Linked DNA regions of Mus musculus: regions 2, 3 and 4 are each linked to region 1. Evidence: chromatin contacts called from public HiChIP or PLAC-seq and promoter capture Hi-C data. All regions are on one chromosome and are shown on one strand. The core of a region is the stretch at or near the end of the contact, and the rest is flanking DNA. Distances in the headings are between cores, read along the strand shown.

Region 1 (2,700 bases), core at 3-2,502:
TTGTTTCAAATATAAACCTTGAAGGGATACAAGATAAGTGTGTGAGAACAAACTTCCCATTACAATGATTTTATGTGGAATGCCACACACAGTTAATAATTAGTCGTTCAAATATTCTAGTTTTTACCATTTTTTAATGTAATACACAAAAACACAGAACATAGTTGTGTTTAACTAGGTGCCAAGGGCCTCATCGTTTTCTCCTGGCTTTCTCAAAAGCTTTGGGAACCGCAAGCCACTGAGTCTTTTCAATGATTCATCTGAATGCCAAAGCTGGGACCCCGGGCTCTCGGACTGTCTGGAATAGACACACAGTTGACATGGTTAACTCCTCCTCACTATAATCACTCCTAATTTCCAACTTAAAGATGCTGCCTTACCCACGCCTTGTTTCCCATCAAAAGACATGTGCAATGTTTTACATTCAGCTACAAATTAGGTTGGAAAAATGACCCAAGAGGGGTCAATTTAGTGGAAGTTTACTGTTCCCAAACAGGCCCCTCCTAGCAAGAGTTCAGAAAGAAACTTCCCTCTTCCAGACTCTGCAGCAGGTCAAGGGTTGTTTTGGAGGACCGCCCATTCCAGACCCAAGGTCCTTTTCCGTTTCCTCCCGGTACAGTCTCTGTCCAGATCTCCTCCGGGCTTCTATGGGGAAGCCAAACTGCCTCCCTGCAAGGCCAGTTGCTGTAGATGCAAGCAACCTGTGAACTCAGGCCAACTCCTTGAAACTTCACAGAGGCAAAGGCATTCCAGGACACACAGAGGCTGTGGCCAACTGCCCAGGGGGAGGAGACTGCTCTCTGCTCTCAGTTGCCCTTCAGGTTCTGCGCCCTGGGGACCTGGCAGTGGCAGAATCATGTGGGCACCTGGTAAGGTGGCCGGGACCATGTGTTCCTCCCGCAACCTCCCCAGGGTGTTGATCTCCGCCTCAGCTTGGGCTCTTTCTCTTTCACTTTTCTGTTAGCTGGGGTTGGGACTCCCCGGCTGGAAAGCACTGGGGGAAACCGGGGAAACCCCAGCTGATTCGCTCCTTGTGCCTTGATTGCTCCCGCTGGCTGCTGCCCTGCATCCTGCACCCTTCAACCAGAACCCGATGGAGGTACAGAATGGGAGGTGGTAGTGCTGGTGGTGGTGGATCAACAATGGAATTTTTTTTTTTTCCGAAAGCCTACGCCCCGGGCCCCTCCCAGCTCTGGCTCTGCTCAGGCACCCTTTTCCCCTCCAGCTGCCGGCCAGGCCGCCCCGCCCTCTTTCTTGACCAAGACTTCAATACTCAGTGGCACTGTATTCCCCTTCTGTCCAGCCACTCTTCCCCAGAGTTCTCTTCTTCATCCTCCCCCTTGCAGAGTAGGGCAGCTTGCAGGTCCTCCTGCAAGTCTCTCCCAATTCTCTGCGCCCAAAAGACTTGCAGTGCATCTCCTTACGCGCTGCAGGGACCTTGCCAGGGCAGGACTGCCCCCGCCCAGTTGCAGAGTTGGACGAAGACGGGATCCTGCTGTGTTTGGAAGGCTGAGTTCCACATCTAACAGCTCAGAGAGGTCAGGAAAGGTACTAACTCGGCTCTGCTTGCCACATTCTTTCAAACTTCTGGCCCCGGCGAATGGATGGCTGCTATGGACTTTCTTTCTTTCTTTCTCTCTCTCTCTCCTCTCTCCCTTTGCAAAAATTACTCACCTTTTCCTTGTTGAAGATGCGTTTTCTAGGGAAATAAATGTGCAGGAATGGCCATAGGTCTGGGTCTGTATTAGCAACAGCTTAGCTCAAGGCTTAATCAAAGCAGTTGTCTGTATGAAATACCAGATTGAAGGGAAGCAACGGGGAAGATTGTCCTGAAATAAAATCCTCACTCAAGCGGGCTTTAGATGAAAACCCAGCTAACTTTTTCAAGTGGGTTGGAGAGTGCAAAGTTGCAAGAAAGGGAAGCTCAAAAGAATGTCTATAGCCCCTCCCCCCTGCATTTAATATTATGTTAATGCCCAAACAATGTTAATGATCCAGGTTCCAGACAGAACCAGGCAGCGTCCTGACAGGTTTCAGACAGAACCAGAGACAGAGTCCCGCAGAAGCTGAAATGGAAATGAGGTGATTGGCAGCAGCTACTTTCCACTGGTGATTTTAAATTGATTTCTGATACTCTCATTGGTGGCGCCAGGGAGGCCCCATTGACCTGCCAGGACTCTCCAGTCTGAGCCGGTAAATAAACAGATTACTACGATTGCTGCCTCAAGTTAGATCCTTATCAACATTGAATGCTCACTAAAATTTAAAGGATTTCTTAAAGGAAGTTTAGAGGGATTGATAAGAAAGAAGCGACTCAAGAGGGAACATCAATATTAATAAAGGAGTAGAGACAAAACTATAGTTATTTTAGGCTTTTAGAATAAAAAAACAACAACAACAACAACAACAAACTCCGGAGTTTTACTTAAAATGTGGAAGGGTCAGAAATTGCTTCAGGCTTGTTATAAATGTGTCTGCTTCTCCTCTGATCTTTATGCTTCCCCTTTTCCCTTCTGGGAGTTTGCAGTCCCATTCTCACTCTAATGGCTCCTCTTGCCTTGTGATCTGTTTTGCAACATGATAGGGGGTCAGGTTTTCCCTAGTTCAGATCCCTGACAGGTTTCTAGTAGTTTAGATATTACTGCTGGCTGCTGATTGGCAGGCAGAGGCAGTGTACAGTGCGGTGGGAAGCTGCTTCTT
Region 2 (2,700 bases), core at 174-2,673, 1.2 Mb before region 1:
ACAGGATTGCTATCCATCCCAGGAACTCATGATGTTCCTGTGGGGGTGTTTCAAAACCATGGACAGGAGCCTGATGAGAGGTTCGGGAGCAGGATCCTTTCATTGTAGAGGGTGGATGGAGGATATAAAGGGGTGTGTGTGTGTGTGTGGGGGGGGGTTCACCTGGAATGGGGACTCCGCCAGGCTAGGGACAAGTCATTTGGAAGGAGTTTGGAGATGCATGGGTGTGGGAGCAGGAGCTACTCTTGCTTTCTCACAAGAGCTTGCCTAAGATGAAGAGGCAGTGAAGAACTATAGAAGCAACAATGTAGGCTATAGCATCCCTGAGCACCACTGGGCCTATGAGCTCTGTGCTCCCGAGGCCAAAGGGAAAGGACTGTGAGTTAGAGACTAGTCTGACTCAAAAATAAGAAGGGGGTCTGGAGTGAGGAAGCAACTTGGAGACCAGGTCAGCAGGGCCAGCTGAGTTTTACCAGGGTTTTGGATTAGCCAAGCAAGAGAGGCGGCCAGGGAGTGCTGTATTTTCAAAATGACTATGGGCAAAGCAGGGTGTCAGGTGGGTAAATGTTCTGCAGATTCAGTACTGACGGAGCCATCTTCTAGTCGACACTACAACCTTTTGGTAAGGCAAGTCATTTGTGTCTTTCCCCTGCTTACAAGTGGGGCTCTGTCCCTCCCTGGTACCAGCTTCATCAATCTCATATACACCCCTTTTAGCCTGTGCTTCTACACTCTTAAATTTGCTTCCCAGATCTTTTTGGACACGCTGCTTTGTCCAGGGGGCTCCCTGAAGACAGCGCCAGTGGCTCTCTGCTACCCTGGGGCATCCCAAGTGCCAAACTAGGACTTTGTCCAGAGCTGTCACTCTGATTTTCCTATACAGGAAGAATGAGAACCTTGCGAGTACACACAGGCCTTGGGTTCCTCCCCCAGCACCATCACACTAGACAGGACAAGGAGCATGATCGCTCCAGCCCCCCAACCTTGTATTATTGTACGTAACCAAATGCTAGTGACAATGTATGGAGATGCAAAGAACATGTCCTAGGCTCCGCGCTGTGCCCAGGACGAAGTGCACCGGGGCAGTCTCATCTTCCCGTTCTCTGCTGTCTCGTCCCAGCCTTTTGCTTTAGCCATCCCCGCACAGCCTCCACACTCAAGGAGGTCGCCCTCCCGACTCGACCCGGCCCTCCGCAAGCAGGCAGCTGAGTTCCGCGGGATCTGCGGTCGCGCCTGCGCACTGAGCTCACCTCGCTCCTTGCGCTCCGGAAAGCCGAGGTCCGGCGGGAAGCTGGGTATCTTCTCGGGGTCAGGCTCCACCGAGGCATCCCACAGATAGCGCCGGGTCAGGTGCGCCCCCATGGCTACTCTGCCTTACCCTTCTTTAGTAGCCGGGGTCACCTCGCTCCCACCTGGAAGCACTGCCCCTTCAGTGTCTTCCGGGTCATCTAGGCTGCGGCGGGGGTCATAGAGATGAACGATGGAACGCTTCCTGGCTCGCTGACACCCCCTGGCGGTGTGGAGGAGACAGAGCGGGTGCGGCGAACGCCAGTTGGCTAGAAGGCCAGGCTGGCCAGGGAGTTGCAGGGAGGAGTGCGGGTGTGGAAGCGGGGAGGTGGCAGGGTCCCCTGTGCTCTGCCCAGTGCTAGGATTATAAATGTGTGCCACCAAGCCTGCTGTATACATGTGTATACATGGGTACTGTGGACACCCTGGACCGAACCATCTTCCGCGTTCCTCTTCCTCCTCCTCTTTTTTTTTTTTTTCTTAAATTAATTTTTTTTTCTGGTTTTAGGATAGACCCCCAGGCCTAGCATATGGTAGATAAGTGCTTTCCCACAGATATACACTACCATTTCCAACACTCGAACTTCCAAACACTTTCCCTAGGTTTGTCGGTGTGAGTGCACATACGTAGGTGTGCTTATGAGTGCATTTGGTGGTCAGAGGTCAATTTCTGGGGTCATTACTCTGTCTCTGTCCAACTTGTTTGAGACACTGTCTCCCACTGGCTTTGAACCCTTCAAGTAGGTGAGGCTGGCTGTCTAGAAGGCCCGAGAGATTTAACCGGGCACCCTGTCTGTGGTTCTGGAATTTCAAGCGTGTGCCCCCACACCAGGAGTTTTCTTACATGGGGTTTGGGGACTGAATTGAGTTCTTTATGTTGGTAAAGCAATCACAGTAATGACTGAGCCCTCCTTCCAGTCGTTGTTCTTCTAAAATGAATACTTTGTGATCCTGGTCTAGAACATGGTAAATGAAGGCTTTACCACTGAAGCCTGTCCGTAGTGCCCAATCCTGACCAGAGAGGGCGCAGCCAACCTGATGGTCTTAAAAGCTCTTGGTCTAGAGCTTCTGAAGGAACCACTCTCTTCCTTGCTCCTAAGTGTCTGTCAGGGTGTGTCCTCTCTTGGCTTGCTCTCTCCTCTCATCCAGGACAGCTTATTTGACTCAGACTAAGCACACCTCTCTGTTCAGAGCTCCCCAAGGCGGGCTGGTCTGTAAGCCCCAGGGATCCTCTTGTCTTTGTCTCCTCTGGGCTGCCATGCCCAGCGTCTGTTTTACATGGTATTTTAGTTAGGGTTTCCATTGCTGTGATGAAATACCACCAGAAGCCATTTGGGGAGGTAAGTGTTTTACTTCCCGGTCTGGAATGCAGTATGTCCTGACGGGAATGTCCTGATGGGAAGTCAGGACAGG
Region 3 (2,700 bases), core at 128-2,627, 1.3 Mb after region 1:
TGTCTTCGTCTCCCAAGGACTAGAATTGCAGATGTGCACCTCTATGCCCAATTTATGCAGTGCTGGAGTTTAGACTCAAGGTCTTGTGCAAGCAAGGCAAGTAGTCTACCAACTGAGATACCCCAAACTCAGAAATCTTCAATATCATTTTAGAGTTTCTGAAGAAGAAAGAGAAGGAGGAGGAAGAGGAGGAAGAAAAAGAGGAAGAAAAGGAGGAGGATGAAAGAAAGAAGAGGAAAGGAGGAGGAAAAGAAAAAGCTGTATGTCTGACTTCTCTGGAAGAGCAGAACCTGTAGAATTATATTGGAATATATTAAAAAGAAGGATTTCTCAGGCCTACAACCTGGTAGCTGCTCAACCCAGGGAGCTGATAAGTCAGCAATCCAAGCCTGGGTACTGGGAGCCTGCAGATTCCCGCGAGGTATTGGTCTTGTCAGAAGTACTTGTCAGAAAGCCAGAAAAGCTGCAGACTGGTGTCAGCAAAGGATGACAGTGGTAGCAACAGACACATCCGCTCAGCAAGAAGCAGAAGCAGGCAGCGACGCTGCTCTTTCCTCCGAAGCCCTCGTACCTGGGTGGCAGACTGGAGCCTGGATTGAGGGTAGATATTCCTCTGCCTCTTAAACCTCAAAGACATGCACAGCTGTGTGTCTCCTCCATGATTTCAGGGCCTACAGAGCTGGCAGTGAGATTAGCCATCACATCCTGGGAAAGATAGGAATGAATGCTCTCACTCACAATTCCCCCCTCTCCTGGCCTCCCCCCTCTTCATTCCATATTTCCCAGCCCAGGTCATAGGAGGTGCCCTCTCATCCTGTATCCTTCCTACTCTAAGGGTCTTAGTGGACTATTTCTTGAGTTCTCCAGGCTTTGAGTGTGGTTATTAAACATAATCTGTTAAAATTCAGAAAACCCTTTTCTCCTTGAAGTGAATAGCTCTTGCAACTGCAATCCAGCCTTCAGGAATACTGCCTACTGTGAATAATGTTGTCAAAATAGCAATCTAATTATTCCAGGTCTGTCTCATTCCCAAATCACTGAATGAATGAAGAACTTCAAGACAGTACAAATCATCTCAACATAGAAGAATAAGGAAGTCAGCTTAAAAACCTCTAAACTGAACCCTGTTGCTTACACTTGGATAATTACCTTAAAAATGTTAATCTCTCACATAACGCTGCAAGTGATATTTTAGCAGAGACCAGATCTGTGTTCCTCCCTATTGGGTCCTCAATTAATGAAGGCATGGTCCTTGCCCTCACAATGTTAGACTTGCCAGACAGATAATTATACAACTGCAATGTAGTATGCTCCCATCTGTAACAAGAAACTATCAAGTGCCTCATGAGGACGTTTGACAGTAACTAAACTCAGAATCAGGAACAGAGACAGAACCCCAGAGGAAGTGGTGGCTGAGCTGGGATCTAGGGGGTAAAGAGATGCTACTGAAAGAAGCACTGGCAAAGGACTCTGTAATTTATGCTCCTACTTTGGGTTTATTTTGAAAGGCAAGAGCAAGGCATTGAACTATATAAACAGGGGGCTGGGGACTCTTTAAAATGCCACTGTGTCAGATAAAGATGGCACAGAGAAGCATGTCTGAAGGTGGGAACAGCTGTGAGGAAATGTTCCAATGTTGCAGTGCTCCTGGAAGCCTGAGCTGTGGTAACGGCAGTGGAGGTGAACAAGTGCGCACAGCAGCGATAAAGCAGGGTAAGGGGAAAAGCGCTTAGGGTGTAAACTGGGTTTCTGGCTTGGCTGATCAGGCGGTGCCATTGACTGGTGAGTCGTTGTTGAACTATTTCCAAGTGCTGTTTGGATCCCCGTGCATCACAGCTTCACACTCATGTGCTCATATGCACAATTTGCTTTTGTTTATTTCTCTGTATTAGCAGCAATCACATTACCATTAGGAGATCTGCTAACCCTGTCCTTTCATGTCTCCTAGATAGGGGAAATATTTTTCTCTAAAGGGCCACATCTTAAAATTTTTTAAATTATCTGACATATATAGACTCTATTGTGTAACTCTTCTGTCACTGAAGTAAAACAAACAAACAAACAAACAAAACAACAACAAAAAACAGCCATAAGACATATAAAGGGGGCTGGAGAGATGACTCAGCTGTTATAAGTACTTGTAGCTCTTCAGACAATCTAAGTGTGGTTCTCAGCACAGTGAGAGGCTTACAACCAACTGCAACAATACTCCAGGAGATCCAGCACCCTCCATTAGGCCCCTCAGGCACTAGCACACAAGTGGCAGACACAAAACCACATATATACACATAAAAATAAGTCTTAATTGTGAAATGTAAACTAGGGTCAGAAAACTAGCTCAGAGGATAAAGGTGACTGCCATTGAGCCTGATGGTCACCCAGGATCCACTCAGTGTAAGGAAAGAACATATCCCCGAGGGTCATCCTCTGACCCCTCATTTGCCATAGCACATGTCACCTTTTCCACAAAATAAATAAAATATATCCTTAAAAATTTATATATATATACATATATATATATATATATAGTATAAATATATACTAGTATAAGTATAGTGTGTGTGTGTGTGTGTGTGTGTGTGTGTGTGTGTGTGTGTGTGTGTGTAAAAGAAAAAACTAAGCTGTGTTTTATGTAAGATTTAGAGCTACAGATTTGAGTCCATGACCTTGTCATGCTAAGCATGTGTCCTACCACTTAGC
Region 4 (2,700 bases), core at 170-2,669, 1.1 Mb after region 1:
TAGACCAGCGTGACTGAATGTCCCGCAGGGTTTCCCTGGTAAGTTGACGCTGCAGGAACCACATAATCAACTGAGCATCCTTTCCCTTAACAAACCTCGGTCCCCTAACAGCACTGCTGCCTCTCTCTCCTCTGGGGTTTTTCCAATAAGTTTTGTGTGGCTGCAACTATCTCATCAATATGCACATCCCTACCTATAAAGCTTCTGTCTCCAAACAGAAACCTCTGGGTGTCCTCTGGGGCAGAAACCACCTCCCCTGAGGGAAGCAAAATCAAAGGTGGAGAGGGGCAAACACCGGTGCCTCTGGTTCTCGCATCACCTAGAGCTAGCCAGTTGCAAGCCTGAAAGTCCATACTAGCAGCAGGCTCCTGGGTTTGCTCAGGACCCTTGTCCTGCTAGAGGGGCCAGATAAGCTCAAGTAGGCTGTAGTGCAAATTTGAGACTCCAGAGGAGCCTCTCATCACCCACTCTTACTTTGAAGCCCTGATTTTCTAACTCTTTCTTGACTTCTCTTTGGGGTAGGTAGAACATGAAGGTAGCCTAGGGGTAACAGGCCTGACTTGGGGGGGTGGTGTTGGGGGGACGGAGAGGGCAGGAGTTGCTGAAGGTGGGGCTGGAGATAGCCATGAAAAGAGAGCTCTTTAGGCAACTGCAACCCCAGCATGCCTTCCTTGTTCTAAGGACCAGGACCACTTCCTCTGAAGCAGGAGACAGCCAGTGACTGGGACTAGGGTTGAGAAGCAGTCCCTAAGCACTCCAGGTCGCTGCAGCACCTTTTAAGAACAGCTCAAAGGGACCATAAGCTGGGCCAGAACTCAGTGTCACCTGGGAGTTGGAACTCATATGTGTGTGCGTGTGTGTGTGTGTGTGTGTGTGTGTGTGTGTGTGTGTGTGTGGTGTTCACCCCAGACCAAGCGAGCTCCACTAGACAGTAATCAGGGTCACAGGGGTACCACCAGCAGCCAGGGTCCCTGGGAAGCAAGGCTGAAGGGACGATCTTGGCTGCAAGCTGGGAAACTTGATAAGAAACACACCAGCTGTCTCTCAGGCAGGACGTACTCCCCACCACCACCACCCTGAACTGTCCGATGCGCACGACTACAGCCTATGGATTCACCCATCCTCACCCTCCGCACCCTGCAAAATTCCCTCCCGAGCCCCAGGATCCCAGGCAGGATGTTACCTCTTGCAGAGGCTGAGTAGGGGGCGATAGCAGCGGCAGACACTTTTCAGGATGACTTTCCTGCGTTCTCCAGTGAAAGCGTGTGCGCCCAAGCAGAAGCTGTAACCTGCTATTTATAGCGGCGAGCTCAGCACCCGGGGCTGGGAACCCGGAGGATGGTAGCGTGCAGGGCGCGGGCCGAGCCTCCCCGCTCCCCGCTCCCTGCTCTGGGCTGGCAGCTCACGCTCCGCCCGCCGCCCCGCAGCGCGCGCCCGGGAGAAGTTGCTCCTCGCCCGCAGCTCACACGCCCCCTGGCACTGTCGCCACGTCCCCACCCCCAACGCCCTGCCTCTCTTCCTCCTCGTCTTAGGCTCACTCCCTCGGAGCGGTCTCCTCCCAATGTCACCAACCAGCCACCAAAGAGGAACAGCAGCAGTCTCGCAACTGGTGCAGCTCGCCTCCCTGCCACAGATGGAGTTGGTGGCCCGACCGCACAGCTCGAAATGACCACAACACGCTGCTTCTGTTTACTGACACCCACCACTCAGACTCTGCTGTCTCTGGGGTCAGCTGCCAATCCTGGGGTGCGGGATCACAGGGGCGAAGCGCGCGGGGCGGGGGGGGGGGGGGGCAAGGCAATCACAATGCGACCCGGACAGGAGAAGAGACTGCAGAAGGCGGAAATGTAAAAGGATGTGAGAAGGTAGCTCAGACTAGTCCCCACTGACTGTCCCTGGGAGGAGGATTGGGCGTTAGAGGAGTGTGAAGCGCTGTCCCACGTTCTGGTGACTTCTGCGTGTCACGGTCCTGAGAACTGCTTCTCCCTTGCCAGTGTTTTCCCCTAGACCCAGACTGAGCAGACCTGGGCACAGGGGCAGCCCACAGCCACTCCCCACCTTGCAGAGTGCCTAAGTGTTCCCAACCACCAGGCTCATGCCTTTGACAGCCTGGTTGTGTGGAGACAATCCGCCCTCGGTGTGTTTGAGGTGTCAGAAAATTTTGGTGTGTAATCACGCTGTCTGGAAAGAGACTGAAACTCCCCCACTTCCTCGCGAACAAACCCGAGGGGTGAGGGGTAGTCTGGATAGTCCGGCCTGTGGGGGTGGGGCAAATGACTCTCTCCATCTGCGCCTTACAGGTGCCACCTGGCGGCTTTCCTAGAGAGGTTTTGTCCACTCTGCTCAGAGGTAATTCTTCTCAGAGCTTACCCACAAAGGCACACTAGTCCTTTTTCTTCCTTGCAACCCTTTAAACTGGCACTCTAAATAAAGTAAAAACGCGTGTACACAAGTGTGACATTTGTCACACAAAGAGCCTGGAATCTTAAAGTCAGTGAAATCAATTTGGGTTAAGGCAGTGCTTAACAGTATTACAGTATTACAAAATGGGAAGCTGTGTCTGCCCCCAGCTGTCACCCCTGCTGTCACTGCCTGAATCGAGACATCCATTTACTTCCCAAGTATTTGCTACTAGATATTATCTTTGTTGATGAGGGCAGGGAGTTTGATGGTTTAAATTTATGTGTGTGGGGGCGGGGT

The links. Promoter capture Hi-C pulls out the DNA fragments that hold promoters and counts their contacts. HiChIP or PLAC-seq counts read pairs in DNA pulled down with a chosen protein or histone mark.
Region 2: a promoter capture Hi-C map of cranial neural crest shows a contact between it and region 1. The contact joins the promoter of Ndufb7 here to the promoter of Il15 in region 1. A contact is called at or near these places in 2 of 39 promoter capture datasets (cranial neural crest and pre-B cells).
Region 3: a contact with region 1 is called in an H3K27ac HiChIP or PLAC-seq map of microglia, with 6 times the contacts expected there. The contact joins the enhancer-like site here to the promoter of Il15 in region 1. A contact is called at or near these places in 10 of 39 promoter capture datasets (the 3T3-L1 cell line, the HPC-7 cell line, frontonasal cranial neural crest and 6 more), 2 of 115 datasets of contacts at active chromatin or transcription factors (large pre-B cells and microglia) and 2 of 9 other capture datasets (embryonic stem cells and liver).
Region 4: a contact with region 1 is called in a promoter capture Hi-C map of pre-B cells, with 4 times the contacts expected there. The contact joins the promoter of Inpp4b here to the promoter of Il15 in region 1. A contact is called at or near these places in 9 of 39 promoter capture datasets (cranial neural crest, embryonic stem cells, frontonasal cranial neural crest and 5 more), 2 of 484 Hi-C or Micro-C datasets (both in uterus), 3 of 115 datasets of contacts at active chromatin or transcription factors (bone marrow-derived dendritic cells, large pre-B cells and pancreatic cancer cells) and 1 of 9 other capture datasets (liver).

The regions. Positions count from the first base shown.
Region 1 is chr8:82,401,138-82,403,837 of GRCm38.p6, reverse strand. It overlaps Il15 (interleukin 15), which reads left to right and starts at 1,252. Exons shown (of 8, transcript NM_001254747.1): 1 at 1,252-1,538.
Region 2 is chr8:83,565,481-83,568,180 of GRCm38.p6, reverse strand. Ndufb7 (NADH:ubiquinone oxidoreductase subunit B7) reads right to left here and starts at 1,423. Exons shown (of 3, transcript NM_025843.3): 1 at 1,251-1,423. The coding sequence starts at 1,362.
Region 3 is chr8:81,056,033-81,058,732 of GRCm38.p6, reverse strand. It overlaps Gm9725 (a long non-coding RNA gene), which reads right to left. Exons shown (of 5, transcript XR_001778596.1): 4 at 572-705. Among named protein-coding and RNA genes, the nearest start is that of Gm9725, 25 kb to the right of the region's middle. Within about 2 kb of position 1,377, at least 5 of the 459 cell types and tissues checked have an H3K27ac peak or open chromatin away from gene starts, as enhancers often do. A contact at or near this core is called in microglia, where this site is marked.
Region 4 is chr8:81,341,281-81,343,980 of GRCm38.p6, reverse strand. It overlaps Inpp4b (inositol polyphosphate-4-phosphatase, type II), which reads right to left and starts at 1,419. Exons shown (of 25, transcript NM_001024617.3): 1 at 1,184-1,419. It overlaps Gm51582 (classical arabinogalactan protein 9-like), which reads left to right and starts at 1,328. Exons shown (of 2, transcript XM_030243908.1): 1 at 1,328-1,727. The coding sequence starts at 1,339.